2 separate regions of the Gossypium arboreum genome follow, and region 2 is linked to region 1. A link is a contact called in public Hi-C data. All regions are on one chromosome and are shown on one strand. The core of a region is the stretch at or near the end of the contact, and the rest is flanking DNA. Distances in the headings are between cores, read along the strand shown.

What was found. Hi-C and Micro-C count contacts between places; a contact is called where the count stands out from the background.
Region 2: a Hi-C map of leaf shows a contact between it and region 1, with 2.6 times the contacts expected there. The contact joins the promoter of LOC108483084 here to the promoter of LOC108483068 in region 1. A contact is called at or near these places in 2 of 5 Hi-C or Micro-C datasets (both in leaf).

The regions. Positions count from the first base shown.
Region 1 is chr1:76,079,958-76,084,557 of ASM2569848v2, reverse strand. It overlaps LOC108483068 (glucose-6-phosphate isomerase, cytosolic), which reads right to left and starts at 2,132. Exons shown (of 24, transcript XM_053029067.1): 1 at 1,769-2,132; 2 at 1,554-1,610; 3 at 1,382-1,458; 4 at 1,202-1,283; 5 at 1,067-1,114; 6 at 764-919; 7 at 588-684; 8 at 440-482; 9 at 1-28. The coding sequence starts at 1,604.
Region 2 is chr1:76,365,416-76,370,015 of ASM2569848v2, reverse strand. LOC108483084 (protein ESSENTIAL FOR POTEXVIRUS ACCUMULATION 1-like) reads right to left here and starts at 2,588. Exons shown (of 10, transcript XM_053029077.1): 1 at 2,178-2,588; 2 at 1,144-1,232; 3 at 37-954. The coding sequence starts at 2,247.

The DNA of each region.
Region 1 (4,600 bases), core at 883-3,382:
AATATCGATAGGATCTACATTTGCTAGGCTGTTGCAATGCAAACAAGAGATTACATCAAATTTCTAGAATTGCCAAATGAAACAACTTATTGTGTATGCAAGCATTACAAATTACAAGGAAAATGTCAGACAAGCAGCTAGAATGACATGCATTTCATTTTGAGAATCTATCACGACGAAAACACTTTTTGTTACTTGATATCATTTATGCCCATTCCAGTTTTAGCAGGCCTAAATGGCATCAAAGTGTTCCCCCTCACAGAACATAGTATGCTGCTGCTGCTTCTTCTCAAATATATATTAATACCTTGTCTTAACAAAATGAAGCAAGGGGCCTCAACCCACCTTTGCTGACACCTTTTACAGGCAATCTTATAATTTGATGAAAGAAAGGAAGTAGACACAACAAATACCAGCAGCAGTAACAAGCAGTACTTACAAACGTAGTTGGCGTCCTTTTGCAAATTCAACAGCCTCAGGGTCTGTGAGTTATCAAGAGAAAACCATGAACACATTAACTACACTTCATCATCATAGGTCACAAGTACGAGGGTTACACAACTAATAGTAAAATGCACTAGCATAACCTGTTTGGAGAGCAGTATGCACAAATAAAGGACCTAAGAAACTGCCACCAATACCGATTGCAATAACATCCTTCAGTGGTTTCCCAGTAGCTCCAACCTGCCAAGATTTATTTGTCTCTCAGCAATTGAGGAGGAAGATGGTCAAATTTGATGTAAAAAAAAGGGCGATAAGTTACCCAGGAGCCATTGCGAACTTTCTCTGAAAAATCCTTGATCTTATCCAAAACATTCCAAACATCTGGCACCACATTCTTTCCATCACTGTTTATAACAGCATCCCTTGGTGCTCGAAGAGCTACATGAAGCACTGACCTATTTTCTGTGCTATTTATCTGAAATTTCCAGAAAAAAAGGCAATGCAACGACAAAAAAAACTAAGAATGAAAAGGCGTGGAATGCTATTCAACAATATCATCACCAATCTTTACATCAAACCCAAAACTAGTTTTATCTTTCTCCTAGGAGAGAGTTCAACTTACATGCTCGCCACTATACATTCGGTTAATTTGTTGTTTGAGAGAAGCAGCCTGAAATTGTGAGAAATATTACAAACAAAAAACAAAACCGAAAAGACTATTATGATTTAAATCGAACGAGAAATAATCCAAATTCACCTCTGCTAATTTATAGAGCTTATCCATGGTCTCAAGAGTGGCGCAATGCCTTGAGTAGTCCAAAAACATTCCATCAAACTCACTGTAGAAACATTTATATATCATCAATTTTATTAGTATTAAAAGTTTCGTGCAGTTATCGAATCAGAAAAATCGTAGGAGTTGAATAGAGGATCTTACACCATCATCGATTCGCATCGTTCTTTGTCGTTCATCAAATCACGAAGATGAGTTTTCTTGATATCCTCAGTATGAGCCTATAAAAAACCCAAACCCACTTTGTTGATCAAATAGATTTATCATGCTATTTTAGCTATAATCTTCTTAGCTAGAAATGAGCAGAAAACGCTACCTTCAAGTCCTTCCATGGCTGGGTATCGCAGATTAGAGTGGTCGAAGCCATCTCAACCTATATTAAAACGTAATAAATCAACTTGAGATCTCAAAACCGACGAGAAAGATGGTGAATGATAATTTGAGAAGAAAAGAGAAATTACTAATGGAATAAAGAAAAAAAAAAAGGAACTTGGAGCTGACAAAAAGCTGAGGCGAGGTTAAGAAGTTCACAATATAGTAATAATGCTACGTGGTGGAAAATGGGAGGGTCGGAAGGGCATATGTCAATTAGGATGCGGATCAGGAATTTCCGGTCATTGAAACTTGGGTCCAGTCCGGTCCAGTTTAACGACTTTGGAAAATTGATTGTGACTTTTAAGGGCTGAAATCCGTGGGCGACGGATTTCCGATGGGCCCGAGGAACCGCTAGCTTTATTATATTTTCAATGAACCGTTACGGTCTAATCGACTGCGCCTGTGAGGTTGGTTGGACTCATCGTTATTCTCCAAAGCCGATTCCCTATACCCTATATTCTTGTTTTGTAAAAAGAAATTCATAGTATATTGGGTAAGGATGACCATGTGTCCATCACCTTTTATTCAATAATACCAACTAGATAATTAAAATCTTTTTTTTTTTGCCATTATTCTTATAATGGTATAATTTTAATTTTAGTCCCTTTATTATAGTAATATTTAAGATTTAGTTTTATATTTTAATTTAACATAATTTGATTCTCAAATTTTACAATCACATTAGCTAGTCCAAATAATTAATATATTTAGTTATTTTGATTAAATTTTTATGTTTATTTTTTATAAATACTATTATAATAAAAATATTTTGATATAATAAATTGGAATAAGTATTATTAAAAAAAATTCATGTTGGGGACCAAAATATTAAGGATGTTAGATGTTTAGACTAACTAACGACACAAATCTCTTTTTAGTCATTATAATATGATGGTAAAATTGTAGTTTCGATTTGTCTACTATGTTTACATTTGGAATTTAGTCATTGTATTTTAATTTGATGTAATTTGGCTACCTATGAAGTTGAAATAAGTATTTTTAGAAAAAACCGAAGTCAACATTTGAATAGAATAATTAAGGGTATTAGCTATTTCAACTTACTAATAACATTATACAAAGGAATCAAATTATATCAATTAAAGAATAAATACTAAATTCTAAATTTAAACATAGTAGAGAGATCATAACCATTCTTTGATCTAAAATAATATATGTCTAATACAATCATTTGTTATTTGATTTAATAAAAAGTTTGATATATTTTTATAAAAAATTGTTCTTAATTTAATTGTAATAAATGATTATATGTTTATTGGGAATGAATTGCGAATAGCAAATTGCTAAAAATAATAAAATTATATATTCCATCACATAGTTTGGTATCTTCACATTAACACCGTTGGTTTGTGCTTACGTAATACCAATAGCCAACTCGATAATGACACAAGATAGCTTATTAATATGCTATGTATCAAACATAAATATAAAATTACAAATTCTTCAAAAATATATAAATTAATAAATATATTGTTTTCATGTAAAAAGAAATAAACAACGATAAATGGTGATCTAAATACATTTAAATTTGGACATCCAATTATAGAGATTCATTTCAGATGTGTTTTAGTAATTTTATATACTCTTAAACTTTTATAAAATATAAGTTTTAGTTTTAATAAAAGCATATAATATTTTTAAAATATATAAAACCTATCACTTATAATATGTAAATTTATAAAAATATATAAAATAACTAAATATTTATAAACTTATAAAAATATGTAAGGCCTTGATTGAAAAAATTAAATCAATATTTAATTTTTTGGTAGTCAAAATAAAAATAACTTGATAGAATTTTTTATGAAAAGTGTGGAAAATAATAAGTAGGTAAGAATTACTTGTCACTTAAAAGGATACTATTTTCAATTAATTCTATTTTATTTTATTTACTTTAATATTTTATTATCATATAAAAACTTTATATTTAAAATTTTAATTTTTTTAGAATAAGCTGAAATGTTTAAAATTTAAGGATAAGATGTAGAATTTCTTTTATAATTAAAATATATCTTTATCGAACAATCAAATTATATTTTATAATTACATTTAAGTAATATATAAAGCTATTTTATAATTTTAATTCATTACTTAAATTTTTAATAATTAATTTTTCAGCACTTAATTTTTAGTTTATCAAATAGCACCTAAATATAAAAATTAGTAAAAGCATTCTAGAATGAATTTGGACAACCATATGTCCAGATTCACTCTTGATATGTGAACTTTTTTATACTTTTTATTAATTTATAAATTTTAAATTTTTAAAATTTATATATTTTAATTTAAATACAATAATAACATGATATTTTATAATAAAAAAACATACAAGCTTACTACAAAACATGTCTATAATGAATATGGTCAAATGGGTGCTTAGATTCATATGTATCTGGACAACAATTTGTTCACGTTCATTCTTGATATGAAAAAAATATTTTTATTAATTTATATATATTTAAAAAAATTATTTATATTTTTCATGTTGCATATGAAGGGGTTGCTAGGTGTCATCGTTAGATTGACTATTAGTGCCAAATTAGCACAAACTATTGATGTTAGTGTAGAGATACCAACTTGTGTGATGGGATATAAGTTCAAGTACCAACTAAGTCCAAAGAAAAAAAATTAAGTACCACTTAAATACAAATGGATAAGTTTGAGGGGCAAAATATATACTAATCCAAAAAATTATGTAAAAAATATATTTATTAAAAAATTATACAAAAACCAAATGAGACTTGAATGAAATTGTAACGCACCAATTTTCGGGAATTCTGTGAATATTGACATAGGTTTAATTATGTTAGTGGGTGTAACACCTCCTAACCCCAAACCGTTACCGGAACGAGGTTATGAGGCATTACCGGACATATCAGACAACTTACTAATAATTTACAATTATTAAAAATTTTCATAGTATAATATAATAATTAAGTCCCTATCTTGAACTCTCGAAGTTCAAACACG
Region 2 (4,600 bases), core at 1,339-3,838, 290 kb before region 1:
TTTACCATCCTAATACATTAAAAATAAAATAATTACCATTTCATCAGAATTAGGAGCACAAAGAGCTAGAGGTTCCAATGGTTCATTTTGTGTAAGTGAAGGCACTGATAGAAGCTCTTCTATGAGTTTTTGGTAAATTCTCAAGTCGGTCCTCATATATAAGTCAAGCATTTTTTTCCTACTATACTGTAAAGGGGATGGCTCTCCATGGTCAATTTCACCCTTGTCAGATATGGTTCCCAGAGTTTGATGATGAGAAGGTATACTAGCCCCTGAATTTCCACCAGAACTTCCCCTTCCACGGCCAGCAGAAAATGTTGAAGGGTGACTTTCTCCACGTCCCCGGCCATAAGAAAATGTGGGAACCTGCTTGCTTGGAGTTAGCGCTTGGTGATGGGGAGGCTCTCCCCTTCCTCGACTCTGAGAAGAGGTGGATCTCCATGGGCGATAGTGATCCCCCTCTCTCACATCCTTCCCATGACTGGAAAGATGAGGCAACCCTTTGTCAAGAGGCATATCACCATCTCTACCAGAGTCTGCCCACTTATCTCGTGACCTTTCATTGTTTTTATCATCAGGTCCCCAGCGTGTGTTCCATTTGCTCTCACGCTTTTGATCATAATTTGAGTCCCTGTTACCTGAATCAGTCCACCGCTCAGTCGGTGCACGGCGTGCTTCTCCAAATTGTCTTGAAGGCAAGTTATCTACCAATCGATCAACCCTGCGGGTGTCACTGAGCTCTTTATCTCCATCCCTCCAGTGATCTTTGAGCAGAGATGAATGGGTATCTCGTTCTTCATCACGCCAGCGGTCTCGGCGGCCAGTTTCCATATCAAGTAAGGATGGTCTAAAGACATCCTTCTTTGGGGTATCATGCATCCCCTCGCCATTTCCAGACGGCTTCATGACTTCAGAGCGACCTCCATGAGAAGGATATGGCACAGAATGATTTTCCTGCATGGATGATTTAAAATTAAGGGGGGAGTTTGAGAGAGTAAGAATATTAAACAGAACATTAACTAATTATTGAGATGAGAACTGTATGTTGATAGAAGGATGGAGAAAGCCTTCACACAACATTAAACCCGTCTATAAATGAACAAGGACACCAAGAATCAGTACACAACAACAATAATAACATACCATAGTTCCTATTCCGGGCTTATTCTCCCCTGGCTTTGAAAGAAGCCATTGTGGTGAAAGAGGAATAGGATTGTCAGATCCTTGAACATCTACATAAAATAATCAGAAGCATCAATTAGAAACATGGCAGCTATTCAAAGCAAGTATTTGAAATCAAAATGCTTAGTCCCATTCAAAGACAGTACGCAACAAGTCATTAGAAATGCCTCAAGCCCAGAATTTTATTGAATACACACATTTTCTGGTAAATTACTGAACTTGCCTCTTGAAACTGCCACGTTGATTCATCATTGAATATGAAAAACAGAAGCACGAAACAATGAAAAAAAAATGCGTTAAGTCTAGAAAGGCATAATTTAGGAAGCCTACTTTCACAAGCAGCATTTCAAACTAATAAAAAGCCAAAGGAATTTCTCAATAAAATGCATTAATGAAGCAGCTAACAAGACAAATTGCACGATCAATTGTAAGTACAAAGCTAAGGTGCCATTTATAAATGGAATAAACAACTATGCAATTTTTTTATATAATTAATCACATAAATCATAGCATTTAAATCAAGACTGAAAAAAAAAAAGCGCAATAAAAGAAAGTCTAATACTAGTTTTGAGTTGAACTAATCTGAAAAAGAAAAAATAAATTGAACTACTTCACTACGCCTTATCACATCGTACTTTTCAAATTGAAATATATATATATATATATATATCAAGAACGGTAAGTCGGAAACTAAAGTGTGCCGTGCTTAACCGCAAAAAAATGGCACCAGAGAAAAAAAGGAGAGAAAAGAAAAACCTTCCAGATGATAAAACAAAAACCCTAGCTTCGAAGCAACAAACTAAAAAATATTAAGAAAAAAAACACGCACAAAGCAATCTCGTAAAACCACTGAATCTACAATAATGCATTTAAATATCAGAAAGAAATGAGTAAAAGAAGAAATGGTAAGAGGTAGGGTTTTAGAGAAGAAGAATGTAAGAAGATGTTAATCACTTAATGGTAGAAGGGGAAAGGAAATCGGTGAGGTAAACTACCTTTGGAGATCGGATGGGAAGGGTTGACGGTGAGGAGGCGGCGGGAATCGGAAGCAGAGGTATGAGCCATGGATGATCAGTGAAAGTCGAAAGAGAGAAGAGAACCAGAGGAAAACCCTTGCTGCAGTTTTTTGTTTTTCGTTATTACTTTTTTTCGCTTTGGTTGCGCTATGCGAGGTGAGAACTGATTAAGGTAGACGGGTGCGTAATACGCCACGACCGTGGAAATTAAGGTCGAAATGTGGTACGACGTGAAGAGCTGTCGTTTAATGGTAAAAACTCGCAATAAATTATCAAAAGGAATATCTCAAAGAATTAGATATTTTTCATACGTTGGAAAAAGAAAAAAGAAAAAAGAAAAAGGCATCCATTCTTTGCCATAATTCCCCTCTTTCTCACTCTTTCTAATCCTAGAACTCATGTCTTCTACCGGATGTAGATATTGCCATTTCAAAACTAAACAGTTACAAAGAATATCTTACACAAACATGCTCTGTTGTTCCACTTGTCTGCTTGAATGAGTTACCACTTCTCTTACACTATGTTTGTTTCACTGCAGCTTTCCAAAAACCCTTTTTTTAAATATAATAAATTTTACTAAAATTTATCTTATAATAACTATATTGTTTTATATAATTAATGCCTAATTAAAATTGAAATTTGAGATCATATATAAAAGCGGATAGCAGCACATAACATTGGACCCGGAAGGATAAATAAAGTTAAATAGGATTTAGATAAATATCCGTATTTATACTACTAAAATATTTATATTCTATATTATAAAAATTATTACTAAATAACTGTAAAATTATAATTCTATATATTTATTATTAAAATATTCTTGATAAAATATTAAGAATACTATTTAAATTTTAAAATTATTATTAATGTTATATTTTATTATTAAAATAAAATTGTAATTTTAAATAGTTTTAATAAAATAATAAAATAATAATTATATTAATAATTATTTAATATGTATATTTAATAATATTAAAAATCTTAATATTTTTAAAATTTTAAATTAAATATTTTTTTATAAAAACGATGTCTTGTTAAAACCATTCTAAAGTGGAAAAAGAGTGCACCGAAAAATCATTATTAATCGAATCAATGTCAATACAAATCCATGGACTACAAGGAAGAGGTTGACTTCTCTACGAGACACTACCATCACGACACCCCGACAAACTTTACCAAATAATGAGCAGGTTGGTTCCCAAATCGCAAAACATGATTCAACCTTGCAACACTAACTTTATATTTGGATAAAAATCTATAAAAGAAAGGGGAAAATTAAATAAAAGAATATATTATGTGTATTTATTTTATTTGGATAGATAAAATTAATTAAGTAAAATAAAAAAACTATAATTTTTGTTTAATTAAGAGAATGATTGATTACAATGATTTTTTATTTATATCTTTTAAAAATAATTCATGTAAAAGATTTAAGAAGATAAATTAAAAGTAACTTCACTTTTTTCTTTAACTATTCTCCCAAATGGAGTAATTAAAACTGAAGTAACCCAAGGGAGAGAAGAAACTATCCAAATAAGGAAAAGGGTGTTACTTTCCTTCCATTTCCTTTCTCTAGGTTTAATACAATCCAAACATAGTGTAAAAACTATGAAGAAGAGAATAAAATCAATCTAAAGTCCCCAAGCTAGACATATATGGTCACTAGCTGTAAAGAAGTTGATAAAAACCAAAGAATCACTTTCAATCTTGACATAATTCACCTGCAAATCAAGACCCTGCATATAAGCTTCCATATGTTACGTGTTCATTACTATCCCAAACCACAGCATTGAAACCTAGCTGATTGGCGCAAGCTCTTCGCCAACCGTCCACATTTAGCTTCCAAAAACAGTATGAGCTTAATCCAACGGGTCAAACTTTGGCATACCACGTCTAAAACGGGACAGCCGTTGTGCGGTCATGAAATTTTCAATGTAAGCTCCACAATATGAAAGGATTTTCGTGAAACTTTGAGTCTTCATTAAGATGGTTGAATTTATTAGGGATATAATAATATTTACCTCAATTCAAGTTAATTTTATTTCAAAATCATGTTATTTATAAATAAAGGTGTTCATGACTTAATTTTGAGCTAGACATACATGTAATATTAATGCATTTCTTGCTTGCTCAAGATTGATTCAATAAAAAATATGACTTCAAAATTTACCAAAGCCTATCCTTATTTTTAAATAGTTAACTTAAGCTCAATTTAGGTGGCCCACATTGCAAATATTTCAAAATATTTTTTAAAAATATGTTATTTTGAATTTGATATTTAATATTGTTGGTACAAATCTTCGGTGAGGAAAATCTCGAACACACGAATGAAACTCGAACAAAAGAAGAAATAGGACAAGGCTCCAAGGCATGTATCAAGCCACTATCTTTAAGGTTAT